Regions from separate parts of the Mus musculus genome. Here all the other regions are linked to region 2. Evidence: chromatin contacts called from public Hi-C and promoter capture Hi-C data. All regions are on one chromosome and are shown on one strand. Each heading gives the region's core, a stretch centred on a gene start, on an enhancer-like site or on the middle of the called end of the contact. The rest is flanking DNA. Distances are from core to core; before and after follow the strand shown. Region 1 overlaps Gm35574 (a long non-coding RNA gene). Region 2 holds the start of Cln6 (ceroid-lipofuscinosis, neuronal 6). Region 3 has its middle 17 kb from the start of Gm39353. Region 4 has its middle 9.3 kb from the start of Gm39354. Region 5 has its middle 36 kb from the start of Gm39353.

What was found. Promoter capture Hi-C pulls out the DNA fragments that hold promoters and counts their contacts. A called contact is a pair of places that touch in the nucleus more often than the background predicts.
Region 1: a contact with region 2 is called in a Hi-C map of bone marrow-derived macrophages, with 30 read pairs. The contact joins the enhancer-like site here to the promoter of Cln6 in region 2. A contact is called at or near these places in 6 of 39 promoter capture datasets (erythroid cells, hippocampal neurons, liver and 2 more), 1 of 15 datasets of contacts at CTCF or cohesin (pro-B cells), 1 of 484 Hi-C or Micro-C datasets (bone marrow-derived macrophages), 1 of 115 datasets of contacts at active chromatin or transcription factors (bone marrow-derived macrophages) and 4 of 9 other capture datasets (adipose tissue, liver, macrophages and 1 more).
Region 3: a promoter capture Hi-C map of hippocampal neurons shows a contact between it and region 2, with 2.1 times the contacts expected there. The contact joins the enhancer-like site here to the promoter of Cln6 in region 2. A contact is called at or near these places in 2 of 39 promoter capture datasets (erythroid cells and hippocampal neurons), 1 of 15 datasets of contacts at CTCF or cohesin (embryonic stem cells), 9 of 484 Hi-C or Micro-C datasets (the HL-1 cell line, cerebral cortex, embryonic stem cells and 3 more) and 4 of 115 datasets of contacts at active chromatin or transcription factors (craniofacial prominence, epiblast stem cells, extraembryonic endoderm stem cells and 1 more).
Region 4: a contact with region 2 is called in a Hi-C map of bone marrow-derived macrophages, with 28 read pairs. The contact joins the enhancer-like site here to the promoter of Cln6 in region 2. A contact is called at or near these places in 3 of 39 promoter capture datasets (the C10 cell line, liver and macrophages), 3 of 484 Hi-C or Micro-C datasets (bone marrow-derived macrophages, embryonic fibroblasts and liver), 3 of 115 datasets of contacts at active chromatin or transcription factors (bone marrow-derived macrophages, epiblast stem cells and forebrain) and 4 of 9 other capture datasets (embryonic stem cells, liver, macrophages and 1 more).
Region 5: a promoter capture Hi-C map of the 3T3-L1 cell line shows a contact between it and region 2, with 2.5 times the contacts expected there. The contact joins the enhancer-like site here to the promoter of Cln6 in region 2. A contact is called at or near these places in 2 of 39 promoter capture datasets (the 3T3-L1 cell line and erythroid cells), 1 of 15 datasets of contacts at CTCF or cohesin (embryonic stem cells), 8 of 484 Hi-C or Micro-C datasets (the HL-1 cell line, embryonic stem cells, muscle stem cells and 2 more) and 5 of 115 datasets of contacts at active chromatin or transcription factors (craniofacial prominence, differentiating embryonic stem cells, epiblast stem cells and 2 more).

What each region holds. Positions count from the first base shown.
Region 1 is chr9:63,005,000-63,007,699 of GRCm38.p6, reverse strand. The region is part of intron 5 of Gm35574 (a long non-coding RNA gene); the gene reads right to left. Among named protein-coding and RNA genes, the nearest start is that of Gm24526, 21 kb to the left of the region's middle. Within about 2 kb of position 1,374, at least 12 of the 459 cell types and tissues checked have an H3K27ac peak or open chromatin away from gene starts, as enhancers often do. A contact at or near this core is called in adipose tissue, bone marrow-derived macrophages and liver, where this site is marked.
Region 2 is chr9:62,837,365-62,840,064 of GRCm38.p6, reverse strand. It overlaps Cln6 (ceroid-lipofuscinosis, neuronal 6), which reads right to left and starts at 1,280. Exons shown (of 7, transcript NM_001033175.3): 1 at 1,111-1,280. The coding sequence starts at 1,184.
Region 3 is chr9:62,631,252-62,633,951 of GRCm38.p6, reverse strand. No RefSeq gene overlaps it. Among named protein-coding and RNA genes, the nearest start is that of Gm39353, 17 kb to the left of the region's middle. Within about 2 kb of position 1,356, at least 18 of the 459 cell types and tissues checked have an H3K27ac peak or open chromatin away from gene starts, as enhancers often do. A contact at or near this core is called in cerebral cortex and hippocampal neurons, where this site is marked.
Region 4 is chr9:63,036,292-63,038,991 of GRCm38.p6, reverse strand. No RefSeq gene overlaps it. Among named protein-coding and RNA genes, the nearest start is that of Gm39354, 9.3 kb to the right of the region's middle. Within about 2 kb of position 1,416, at least 50 of the 459 cell types and tissues checked have an H3K27ac peak or open chromatin away from gene starts, as enhancers often do. A contact at or near this core is called in bone marrow-derived macrophages and embryonic fibroblasts, where this site is marked.
Region 5 is chr9:62,611,879-62,614,578 of GRCm38.p6, reverse strand. No RefSeq gene overlaps it. Among named protein-coding and RNA genes, the nearest start is that of Gm39353, 36 kb to the left of the region's middle. Within about 2 kb of position 1,333, at least 36 of the 459 cell types and tissues checked have an H3K27ac peak or open chromatin away from gene starts, as enhancers often do.

The sequences.
Region 1 (2,700 bases), core at 125-2,624, 170 kb before region 2:
TCTAGGAGGTGGGGAAGGACAGTGGATACCCAGACATACAGTGGTCTGGGAGGCAGAATCAGCTGATCTCGGCAGACAATGAAAAACAACAGCTGGGTGTGCGGTACAGGCCAGCGGAATCTACTGAACAGATGGAGGCAGGAGGATTAACAGTTCAAGGCCAGCCTGGGCTGCAACTTTGTAGCTCTGCTGCCAGGCAAAGACAGAGAAACCCCAAGGGCCCACACAGTTCTTGGTGAACTACCCAGCCCAATCACAGATCCAGGCATCCCAACATGAGTCCCCATGTTAGGACCCACCATTGAAGTAGTACCCAAAGATCTGACTGCCTGGACTCATCCCTCCCTTTTATGAGGTGTGTTTCTGTCAGAGCTTTAGAGACAGACAATGGGAGATGACATTTTTCTCTTTCTTTCTTTCTTTCTTTATTTCTTTCTTTCTTCCTTCCTTTCTTTCTTTTTTTTTTAATTTCAAAATATAGGTAAGCCAGGCATAGTGGCATATGTCTTTGATCCCAGCACTCAAGAAGCAGAAGCAAGCAAGTCTCTGTGCGTTTGAGGACAGCCTGGTCTACAGAGAGAGTTCCAGGACTACACAGAGAAACCCTGTCTTGAAAAAGAAAAACAGACAAAGGCACAGGAGAGATGGCTCAGTGGTTAGGAGCCATTGTTGTTCTTGTAAAGGACCCGGGTTTGGTTCCCAGCTTTCATACAAGGTGGCTCAAAATGGGCTGAAACTCAGATGCCCTCTTCTGGCCTCTGTGGCCCCCGCACACACATGGCACACATTATCCAGGAACATACACACATACATTACAAATATTAACAAATTTTTTTTGAGGCAGGGTCTCTCTCTGTGTAGTCCTGGAACTTGTCATGTAGGTCAAGCTGCCCTTAAACTCACAGTGACCTGCCTGCCTCTGCCTTTGAGATTAAAAGAAAATGCCACCACAGCCAGCTATATATTTTTTAAAAGGAAAAGCAACAATAGTAAATCACAGGCTCTGAGGATAGCTTGGGAGAACACCTGGGTAGCACCCACTGGGATCTAATCTCCAGTGTCCACACTACTGCTATTGACATCAGTAAGTGTTCCGGGAGAGCATGAAAGTACGGCATGAACACAGGTTTGTATCGTCAAAGTCCACTAGAAGGATTTCACAGTCCACTGGGAGGCTGGTTTTTGTTTTGTTTTTGTTTTTAGCTGCTTCTCCCACCCTGCCACTGCCCAGGCCATCTCTCTTGCCAGTCGCATCTGGATTGCTGCCTGTGGTACCCAGCTTTGCATTTTTTGGGAAGGTAGCTGAGGTAGAGAGCCACTGCACTAACAGTTTACAGCGGGTAAACAGAGGGAGCAGGGATAGCAATAGGGAACAAACAGTTCTTTGTGGTTAGGGTGTGAAATCGGTGGAGAGGCTGGAGGAAGAGCAAGTTCAGGCAGAAGCAAACAGTTCAGTTTGGAAAATGCTGACTGTTGTGTAAGGGTCTGATGTCCTAAAGCTGATGGCTGAGAGTGGAGCCCAGAGGGACTGAGAAGTGGGCATGGGGAGAGAGGCAGCTGCTCTTTGAGAGAGGAAATCTTTGGGACAGATGTCATGGGGAATGAAATGATCAGTCTCTTCTTGTTGTGACAAGATGTTGTTATCCACAATCTTTATACTTGGGAACTCCACAATCAAGTTGGAAAAAAAAATTCTCATGATGACTTATGTAAGTAAGTTCATGGTTTTCTGTTGGGGGCACTCATAGCCGTCCCAGGCTTCGTTCAGACTGTGGTTGGAGGTTGGATGAGCCTGGATCTAAGCATTATAGCAAAGAATTGATGTTTCAAGAGCTAGCGATGGAGGGTTAGATGAGAAAGCTCTCTATCAGCTATAATACAAACCCTGGATTTATATTTGGATTTGACTAGCAAACACTCATTTTAGTTGGTGGCGTGCTATCACATACCAGTTTACAAAAGCAGATGGTGAAGTTTATAGGAATTTTGCCAGTAACAGTTTTTATTAAAATTAAATTATACAGGGCTGGCAAGATGGCTCAGCAAGGCAGACAACTTGAGCTCCGCCCTGAGAACCCTCAGGGTGGAAGGAGAAAATCAAATCTAACAGGTTGTCTTCTGATCTCCGCACACGTACTGTGACATGTATATGTGCATAAATAAAAACATAAGAAAAAATTAATGTGTGCAAATTTAAATACGCTAAACACATTATATTTCAAACAAAGGTAATCAATACTCCTTTGTCATCTTGTCCCACTTGAGTGCTGGGCATGCCCAGTAAATACCTCAGTCTACTTTCTTTTTTTCTGTGTTCTGGCTTTGCTGCCCAGACAATGTAGTAGACACCATCACTTCCAAGCTCCTGAGTTCCTATGTCCTGAACACAAACCACTCACTGTGAAACTAGTATTTCTCAGTGTGAGTTCAGAGTTTACAGGTTCAGCTTGCTCACATAACCACTCTGGATTTGGCAAAAGGTGTTTTTGTTTGTTTGTTTGTTTGTTTGTTTGTATACATACAGAGGAGTCCTGAGAAGCAGAGCAAAGAAAAGAAAACAGAAGGCTGCATACCTTATTTTCATTGGTGCTCAGACTTTACTCACTATTCTACCAAATATATATGTGGCTGGAAATGTAGCTTGGTTGATAGAGTGAATGTCTAGCATGCCCAAAGGCTTGGATTTGATCCTCATGGAAG
Region 2 (2,700 bases), core at 31-2,530:
GCACAGCACATGCTCAGAGAATTGCTCCCCAGTCGGAACTATGAAAAGGCTGCCCTCAACCCAGTCTCCCAGAACTTCCCCCACCATTCCAAACAGTGCCAGGGACTTCCTAAAATTCACCTGGTGCACATGAGTGCTCAAATCTCTCCACGGCTCTTTGGTACCTGTGGCATATGGAATATACATTTTTACCAGGTCACTCAGGTGAGGAAGGTAAGGGGTCTTTCCTGCTCAAAGTGAACAGCCTCCCCACCCAGAGTAGGTGCCTCCTCCAACTTCAGACTCTAGGGCCTTCTCGGCCAACTCTGGGACATTCAGGGCACTTTAAAGTTGGTCCAGCCCCTGTCGTTGATTTTCTCTTACACGTGTGACATGTCCAACACTAGTATGTATAGTCCTTGTGTTTCCTCACATCCTTCCACTGTCTACCATGTCCAGTTTCTGTGGCCTGGGAAGAACCACGACTTCCTGCATGCTATGCAGTCACTACCAACTGGATTACATCCCCCTAGAAACCTGCCTCTGCCTCCTGAGTGATGGGGTTAAAAGCATTGCCACCATGCCCGGCAGTAAGTGTCTGTCCTCTGCAGAGTCTTGTACTGTTCAACTCCAGAAAGCCCTCCAGAATTAGCTGTCACCTGCTTTGGCTCAGACTTTCCTGTTTGCCATCTGGCACAACGCTAGGCACATGACAGGTGTTTAATCAATACATGTGACAGGCGGGAATGCTTTGGTCAGTGGAGCGGATGGAGGCAGACTGGAGGAAAAGATGAAAGGGCGGGTTTTGCGCCTCTGGCTCTGCCCTGTCGAGCCAGATAAACCCCAAACATCTCCCCTCTGAGGGAAGGGGTCTCTCATTCAGGATGGGAGAGTCACGCTGTCCCCGGTTAACGGCCCACTTTCCCTGGGCCCTGAGCCACCGGATTCAGAGCAGAGTCACAGTCTTGCCCAGAGCAGGAGGTTCCTAAAAACTTGGAAGTGGCACAGGGACTCAGCCAGGCTGGCCGGGGTGGCCCCCGAGTAGCCTATCCCTGCGGTTTCCTTAACCCTGGCGAGGTCTCTCAAACTCTGGGGCCCCTCGCGGCCTCCCTGTCCCCGCTCCGCGCGCACCTGGCCTGCACGAACGCGACACCGGGGCCGCCCGCCGCTCCGAGGAGCTGCCGCCTCCGCGTCGCCGCCTCCATGGCCGCCACGCTCGGCCTCGCCTTCCGGGAGGAGAGACGGCTGCGCGGGCCGCGCGGAGCCTCGGCGCCCAACGCGGGGAAGGCTGGGCGGGAGAGAGGGAAGCGAGCGCGGGGCCCCAGGGCGGGCGGGAGGGGAGGGGAGGAGCTGGAGGCTGGAGGGGAGGAGGGAGGAGAGAAGCTGGAGGAAAGAGCAGGGGGAGAACTGGTGAAGGGAGGAGGATAGGGAGGGGCTTGGGGCAAGACCGGAGAGGAGGATGGAGTGTGGGGAGGAGGGAGGAGGAATGAGAGAGCGGAGGTGGAGGGAGACAGCTGGAGGGCGTGTTTTGTTTGAGAAGGAGGGGCCTAACTTATGTCCCAGAGGTCTTGGGTCTTAGTTGAATCTGCACTCCAGTGGGGAAGCCTGGCGTCTTGTTTGTTTGTTTGTTTGCTTGCTTTTGTTTTTTTCCTGGGTTCTCTGCATTTCTGCAGGAAGGAAGCCTTGCCTAGCCGGGCTTGAGGGTACTGGACGAAGGTGAACCGGGGACCTGGAATGACCAAGCTGTGAGGTCATCAGAAGACCCGGGGTCTTTGAGCCCTCCTTCCTCAGATTAAAGACTGCTCGATAAACTATCCACTGTGCTTTGATAGGTGAAGAGAATAGTGAATTCTCTCCTAGTTGGAGGACAACGAGGTGGTCCAGAATCCAGTCCTGGCGTTGGGGAAAGACACACACCCCTTCCTCATTCAATTGTGTTAAGAACCTCGTAAGTTCTGTGCAGGAACCTATGAGCCCTGTTCAGAAGCGCTTCTGTTCGTAGCTTCTGGTAATGGTGGAGGAAGTTCTGAGGGTTGTGTAGCCATAGAGGCAGTAAGGCCAAACAGGCATCACAGGAAGGATAGCTGACAGAGAAGTATGAACTGGAGACAGGAAAGAGCTCCAGGCAGAGGGAACGGCCAGAATTCCCCACACACCCACCCCTCCTCCTCCCACACCCTGTCCAGAGACTAGCTGGTATGGAGGAGTGGAAAGTTGTGTGAGAACCACGCTGCTCAGGGGAGTGAGAGACTGGCTGAGATGGGGGAGAGAGGGGTTTAGATTGGAGCCCCCAATCCCTGAGAACCTCAGGAAGGGCCCTGGCAAGAGACTGGCATATGTGTGCATTTCAGGCACAGCCCAGAGGCAGAACCAGAGATGGAGGAGGTGCAGCCTGTCGGGTACCAAGTTCTAATGAGGGTCCTGGACTGTATCAGTAAAGGGGGGTTGGGGGTGAGACATGCCCAGTGGTGTGGGAGCTATCTTCTTCGGATGCATGGCTGTAAGGGGAGAGGAGTTTAGATGTGACCAGGCGCTGCATCTAAGTGGGTGGAGCAAGCACAGGTAAATGAGACGTCATCTTTGGACCCACGAAGCTTTGGTTGGGTCAGGATGCTGTTGGACCCATGGGTGTGAAGCTCAGACGCCATGTCGGTCGGTAGGAGCCTGGCAGATAGATTGAGCCGCAGGAACATAGATGGCATCCAGAACCCAAGGAGACAA
Region 3 (2,700 bases), core at 107-2,606, 210 kb after region 2:
TGCCTCCCACACGGTAGCAGGAGTGTTGGGAGCTCAGGTGAGCACCATCCTTTCTCTGTTATGCTCTGGATGAGCATCAAGCTCTATGCTGGTTACAGGGTGAACTTGGGCTGTCAAGTTTGCCAGGCAAGTGCTTTCACAGCTAAGCCATCTCCTGAGACCCTACAACTTCCATTTTTAATTATGTGATGTGGTTGGGATAGGGCATAAGAAAAACATATCTTATAAGAGGCTTGTAGTTTGACAACAGGGGTACTGAGCACTCTAAGAATTCTCTAAGCAGTTTCTTTTTTCAAAAGGAAGATATTTTTATTTAGTTTTCAAGAATTTCATAGAAACAATGTATTTTGATCTTATTCACCCTTCCATGGATACAATGTATTTTGATCACATTCACCCTTCTTTTCCCTCCCCTTAACTTTTCTCTCACCCTCTTCCACTTTTGTGTGCTTTAAAAAAAAACAAAAACAAAACAAAACAAAACAAAAAACAAACAAAAAAAAAAAAAACCCAGCCGAACAGTGGTGGCGCACGGGCTTGCTCTTGTGCAGGTCAAATACAGGCAACCGCGGCCACCTTGAGTCCGTGAGCGCAGCTTCCTGCCATGTCCAGAAGACACTGTTCTGCTCCAGCCCTCCTTGACAGCAGGCTCGTACAGTCTGAGATGGCCCCTGAGCCTGGGGAAGGGTGTGACATAGGTGCCCCACTTGTGACTGAGCACCCTATAAGCACTTAATCTGCAGCCAGCCATTCAGGGAAAGTAATGTGCCTAAGAGGATGTAAAGGTGTGGGGCGAGTGGATTTGAGAGCTCTTCTCCTTTGTACAAGCTCCTGAGTGACTTGGTGCCATACCTTTGGAACTGTCACACTCTCAACTCAAAAGGAGAAGGCACAGTGGCAAGGAGGCACTGCAGTGCTTGCTGTGGCCACCGAATAGGGGCAGGATGGGCCACTTGTCCCCTGGAGGTTGTTGAGGAAAGGCAGCCAGTCTGGGCTCCTGGAGGTTGGCTCATAAGGTGGGTTCCTTAGAACCAAAGGGATCCCACGTTCAAGTGCATTGGGTCATCTGAGGGCAGGCTCCTTCCATGTCAGAGGACAGCGCCTGGCCTTCTGAGCTAGGATCCTACTGTCAGTCACACCATGGCTGGTACCTTTCTGAGGAAGGAGGAAGCATTGTCAGAGAGGTGGACAACTGTGACCAGAGCTGACACTCCTGTGTTCCTAGATTCCTAGTACAGCTCAGATAAACACCCAGAGCCTTTGGAATGTCACCCACCTTCCCACAGCCCTCCCTCCAGCCCCCCACACATGAAGATGAAGTATTTTTAGCTGTGCTCATTTGCAGTCTGTTTCTCTAGACGGTTGCATAAGTGGCTTGGCGGGGATGGTGAGCTGCATCAGTGGATGGTAAAGCCATTGACTCTGGGGGTGCAGCCAGTGTGGCTTGGTGGGGTTGGCAGGGTTCAGGCCCCTCTCTACATAGAAGGAAAACCTGACGCATGCCAGGGAGGCGAAGTGAAGTCATCCTGGCTGATTTACGGTGAGGAATAACACCCGAGCTCTCCAGCTGCTCCTATCCTTTGATGGTTTTGGAATCATAGAACATTAAACTCTGAGAAGGACCCCTGAATGCAGACCAACTGGCTGCCCTGGGCAATGTAAAGGTTCAGAACTGAGTCTCAGAGCAGTCCAGGACAAGGGCAGGGTTTTGGGAAGCAGACTCTCTTCCATCATGCTGTCCCCCTCCCTGCCCCCACCCCCGCATGCTCCATGTTAGCCTCCCACCAGCACTTTGGGCTGGGGCTGTAAACATTGTTTTTATGAATAAGGCTACAAGCTCGGCTCATAGAGCCAAGGCAAGCCACAGAGCAGGAGCTGAGAGCAGACCTTGGGTCCACCCTCTTCCTTGTTTTTCTCCATCTTCAGGGGGAACTGGGATAAACCTCCTACCCATCTGTAAAAGAACGGGTCAAAGTATAGAGAAAGATTGACTCTGGGGATCTGGGTTGTAAATGGGACATCTGTATCATACCCTCTCCTCTAGAGGCTCAGAGAGCATGTTGAAAGATAGCAAGTGCCAGATGTCAAGGACAGTTGGGGTGAAATAGTGCCTTCTGGATAGGACTGGACCACAGTAGCCATGAACTCACAACAGCTGTGGTTGACTGTACAAGACTCATGCAAGATCAAGCCAGTCAACATTCCAGCAGGAGCCCCACTCCCAGCCTAGGAGACATTGATAGTTAATGGATACCAGGAGAGGGAAAAGGGAAGGGGGAGTGGGAGGGGGAGAGGGAGAGGGCGAGCTTCCTTTAAGGGTATGTGGTCAGTCTCTTAATGGACGGCCCCACACCCACATGTATGTGGGCAACACAAATGGGTTTAGCAAAAAAGCAAAAAAGGACTTGAAGTTGGGAGGGAGCATGGGGGATGAAGGAATGGTCCTGGGAGGAGTAGGAGGTGGGGGAGGTGACACAGACAGACACTCATGGATAAACAATAAAATAAAATGTAAAATCACTAACCAGTAAACTGTCCTTTGTCAACTTGACATATAACCACATCGCTCTAAGTCATATCTTTCTGCCTTATGTCCCCAAAGTCTCAAGTTAATATCATGATACTTAAATTGCGTTGTCAGGTATTTTGGCCACAGCAGTGAGAAGAACAACTAATATAGAATCCCGGCGAGAGGGAAAG
Region 4 (2,700 bases), core at 167-2,666, 200 kb before region 2:
GGCCAAAAAGTGGGAATGGGTGGGTAGGGGAGTGGGGGGGAGGGTATGGGGAACTTTTGGGATAGCATTGGAAATGTAATTGAGGAAAATACCTAATAAAAAATATTTAAATAAAAAAATAAAGAAAAAGAAAAAAAAAAGAATCAGCACCAAATAAGAACCAAACTTTACCTCAGATGGTTCAAATGAAAATACCTGAAAGAAAGAGACATTCATGGAAATACGAGCAGAGTGTTGGATGTCAAGAAGGGATGATGAGACACTCAGAGTCCGGCATCAGAGGGAGGGAGGGAGGGAGGGAGGGAGGGAGGGAGGGAGGGAGGGAGGGAGGGAGGGAGGGAGGGAAAAACAGAGAGAATTTTATGTCTGTATTGTTGCTGGAACCCAACATAAGTTAGATCCAGAAAGAAAGGAGTTCCTAACAGGAGCTGTGTAATAATAGAGAGAGGTAGCTACTGCTAAAGCCAGCCACATCAGTAGGGATAGAGCAAACAAGAAATACCTGATCATGCTCTCTTCCTGTCAGGTAGCATTGCATCTGAATTCAAGTAGTCCCTGCAATAAGGACTGGGAAGGGTCATACAATTCGGGGAGAAAACAGCACATAAATGTCAGGAAGTTCCTAAAACTCACAAGATTTGCAATATTCCCCCCCCCCCCCCCAGTTATGAAAGCAGTAAACCACTGTTGGGGGTGGTGGGACTCTCCAATCAGCTGACCTGTTGAGCAACCTGCCCTGTCATGCAGAGAGCTCCAGGGATGCAGATGTCATGAGTCATCGGCCATGTGTAGAAGGCATGGATGATGCAGCTGCTTCTGACTCATCCTTCGTCCTATAAGAAACCCCTCATCCATATTCCTGAAATAATACGCATTGCTTTACCATGTTTGCGAATATCATCCCTTTGGTCCCCAATCTGGGGTGAATAGAGATTTGTTCTCCCTCGGAAAAGTCTCACACAACACTTCCTCTCCACAAACTCCTGCTAAAGTCTCCGACATGTACCCAGAAGTGACCTCCTGGCAAGGGAGGGAGAGAGGTATGACACACAAGTCAGCCTTCAGGGCATTCGGCAGAACAGTCAGAGAACTCGAACCCAATACTTCTTGGCTAGGTACCCCCAATCATAGCATCCCTTCAAACATCCTGAGATCCATTGCCTCGGACTCCTTTGAGATGCCCCAGCAGGGCTGACGTCCCTCTTCCATGAGAGTAGCACATTCCTCGCTGGCTAGTTCTCCTGCCCTGGCTCACTGGGCCTGCTCCTCTCTCCTGCATCCCAGGACAACATGAAAACACCCAAGTTCACCTCAGGCTCTCTTTTCAGGAGGAAGCTAATTAAGACACTGGTCAAACTGGTCACCTTCTCTTCCTCTGCAAAGATGATTCATCTGTGTTTGCATTCCTCCTTTCAGAACAGCTAAGGAGCCTCCCCAGTCTTACTCTCTGACATGACTGAGTTGGGTGGATACCAGGCCACAGAGCAACGCTCAGCCATGGACCTATAGAATCTACAGACCAGAACTCTTAGAATCTTAGAATCATCTAAGAACAATTTTTTTTCATCTTTTATTGCCTCTCCTAAATAGCTCTCTTGGACTCCCTGCACCCTGTTACTCTCCCTATGAAAATTTAATACTGCAGATATATTGCAAATGTACTCTCTCTGTGTGTCTGCTTGGTAGGTACTCTCTCATATATTGCTGAAATTTTCTATTTCCAACTCCAAGGTCCTAGGGCCATCCATCAGCACTGAAGAGCAAGCAAAAGGCAGCTGATGACAGCCAGTCAACATGCACAGGCTACTGCTAATGACATGCCTTCCTGCCCTATCTATGTATTAGCCACAGGTTTTTGGCACTGACCTTAGGTGTGTTCTGGCTACCTTCCATGAACTCCATCTCATTACTCCTCATATGAAACTCAACAAAAACCCAATGAGAGAAATAAAATTAATGCCAAGTGTTCTAATTTCAGCACTATTTGAATGTCCTCCCAAGCTTCAAGCAACCAGAGAGGTTCAGTCCCTGGAGTAATGACATTGGGAAGCGTTAGGACCTTCAAGAGATGGTCCCTAGCAGAAGGCCCTTTGGGCAACACTGTGAGGCAAGTCTTGTGGGACTCTTTGGTAGTTTTGGGGAGAAGGGTGTCAGAAAAATGAACAAGACCACTGCCTCCCCCTCTGCTTCTTAGCTCAAGATGTATTCTTTCTTCTTCTGTTCATGGTCCATGATCTGTCTTCTGCCCTCCGCTGTCCACCATTGGAAAGGGTTATTTGGAAATGACTATGCCTCCCTCTCCCTCTCTGCTTCCTGGCTCAATACATAATCATCCCTCTGCTCCTGCCCCACCATGGGCCATCGACCCCAGGCTCAGAGCCCACAGCACACCATTTGTACTCTCAGCCTCCAAAACTGCAAGATTCTTTTCCTATAAAGTTTGCCTGATTATGGATCCCAGTATGATAACAAGAGCCTGACACCATGGGATGAGATTTTGCCTAGTAGACTTGAGCTTTACCACTCATCTTCGCAGTGACACCTGAGATCTCCCCACTCTGCACTTCCTGCCCCCCTGGATGTACTAAGGAGCACCACTGAGTTGAGGTCTATTATCTTATACAAGGGTACTGAAGGCAAGAGGAGCAGACGCGTGGAGGACTAAAGGGCTGGAGGGAAGTCCAGATGCTCATTCTGTAG
Region 5 (2,700 bases), core at 84-2,583, 230 kb after region 2:
CTGATTTTGGTTAAGAACAGCCATTTCGGGGTCAATCCCCCTCCCCCACATACTTCCAAAAAAGTCCCATCAGGTCTGGGGCAACGTTGTGAGGAGTGTCTGAGGTACTTCCAGGACCTTGAGGAAGAAGTCTTTACCAAACAACACTCCTAGGACCCACCGCTCTGCACCCAGGAGAATGGTGGGCTGGGATGCTGAGGACGCTCCTGTCTGCTCCTCCTGCATCGCCTCCATCCACATCTCTCACTGTGGGACGAAGGACCCCAATACCCCTCCCCCTGCTCCACAGCTCCATCCCTTCCTCTTCTATTTTTCCCCTCTTCCCCTTCCCCTCCCTTCCTGCTGTGTCCTCACTGCCACTCTGCTCCTTGCTTCTTCCTCTGCCCAGACTTAATTCTGGCAAACCGCTTCTCCAACACGCTGCTCTTTCCTGAGTCGACCACATCCTCCAGGCCCGGCTTCTTCTCCTAGGCCTGTCTTGAATTTGCCCCTGCCTTTCTAGGCATGTGCTTTCTACTTGAAATAGGGGTCTCTGGGGACCTAGTTCGTGAACCCCAAACTCTGGATCTTCTCATGGAAATGCCTGTCTCAAGCAGGGCCCGTGCAAGGGTGGAGGGGAAAGTTTGGGGGAAGGATCCGGATTCCGAAGTGTATCAAATCTCCCTAGACAGGAGGAGGTGGGGTGACTTGAGGTTTGTGTTGGCAACATACAGAGATGGTGTGGGTGGGTCATGCATCTCTCTCCCCTTGCCTGGAGATTCTCAGGCAGCCAAGAACATGGGATGAACTACGTTCAGGCCATAGGGTCCCTGCTGTCTTGGTGAAGAGGGCGGGAGCAGCTAGAAGCTTCCAGACACTTCCTAATTGGTCTGAATGAGTTTTGGAAGCAGCCTCCACCCCAGCTCCCTCACTTCCTGTTATTAGCCCCAAGAAGGCCTGGGAGCCCTCAGTTGCCTCCTCTGCTCCAGAACGGTCAGGGCACCTGGGCTTGGGAGGCAGAGACTGTTCAGGCCTATGTGGAGCTGAAGGCCTCCTCTACCCAGCCTGGCCTTGCACTGTGATGCTTTGGTCCCCCGGGGGTCCCTACTCTGGAGTACAGCTGCTTTCAGCTTGAACTTGCTGCTCTCTGAAGGCTCCTCAACCCCAGAGCTACAAAAACCCTGCTTTTGGCTCTCTCCAGTTTCTTCCACTGTGGTTCAGAGGGCAGAATACCATCACTTGGACCCTCCCCAAATTCCATATGATCTTCCAACAGGACAGAAAGAGCTCTGTTCTCCGGGAAACCCTCTGTCTCAGGCATCTGCTGGGGACCCAGCCTGCACCAGTTCTATAAATGCTGGCTTTGTTCAGGGAAGCGACCTAGGGAAGGCTTCAGGGCAGAGAGGGTAATTGTTTTCCCTCCTGGGCTATGTGGGGCATGAGGCCAATAATGTTGCACCAAGCAGTGCAGCCCACCCAGACAGCCCAGAGTTCAAAGAGAGGCAGTATCTGAGCAGGCTAGGCTGAGGGCACACTATAAGCATATGCATCCTACAGGTAGGTCGTCAACCACTCCTTGGAGCTCTGAGACCTCTTTCCACATTTCAGGTCCTCTTCTCTTCCACCATCTCTTCTTCTTTCCTCTTGTCCCCATTGGTTCTCTGGACAAATGCGCTCACATCCCTTACTCCCTTGCCGCTGCATAAAATGTCTCTACCTCATCTACCCAAGATCCAAGCCATATGCTGCATCTTCCGTAAAGCCCATCCTATCTTCCAGCCAGAACAGAACAATCTTCCCATGTGTTTCTGATGACACATCTCGCAGCATTGTTAGAAGGAGTCGCAGGCTACCTGGCTTTGGAGTTTACTGTATGTATATCTGTTATGGCTGGGTATCTCTCTCCTTCCCACATCCAGCAAAATCCAGACACAATGTCCCTCTTGGGGAACACTCATGGTCTCGGTTTTATAACCATTTATTGAGTGTTTACTATGTGACTAGCAAAGTCCTAGGCACTCATATAGCCTCCTGTAAACCCCTTCAGGCCAAGCAGGGAAGGCCTGGAGGCTTCCACATGCCCTACCCTCCTCACTAAGACAGCAGGAACTCTCTGACCCAGAGAACCAGACAGAAGGCCCCACCCCATGCCATGCCCTTGGCTGCCTGAGAATCCCTCATGAGAGAGATGGGATCCCTCCTCACAACCCCATGGATCAGGCTCTAAGGCCCATTTTACCAATGAGGAAGCTAAGTCACAGAGATGTTAGGTAATCTGTTTGGAGTCACACAGCAAGTTGCAAAATGTGGTGTTATCCATGGATAGCCTGGATCCACGGACTGTGCCTTTTGCCCATTCTCAGTGTGATTGTGAAGATAAGGGTCTGCCTTCTAGATTTGAATCAGGACTTCATCTTCCCTAACTGCATGGGTTTGTCAGGGCCACCTAATGCTCAGGGACAGAGGTTCCCCCTGTGTGAAACAGGTAACCATGGTTTTGTGTGCGCCAGCATCAAAAACGAGTCTTCAGTGGTGCTGTGTACAAAAGAAGTCATAATCCAGAAAAGCTGAACTGGGGATGGAGGTAGCCATGCCTCAGTCTAACTGGGTGTTCTCGCCAAGGATACTTGGTCCATAATAACCTGATTGTACACCAGCCCTTGAACCCCACAAAGCCCCTCTCCACCTGTTTTTCTCAAACACATTTGGTTCTCTGCTCTT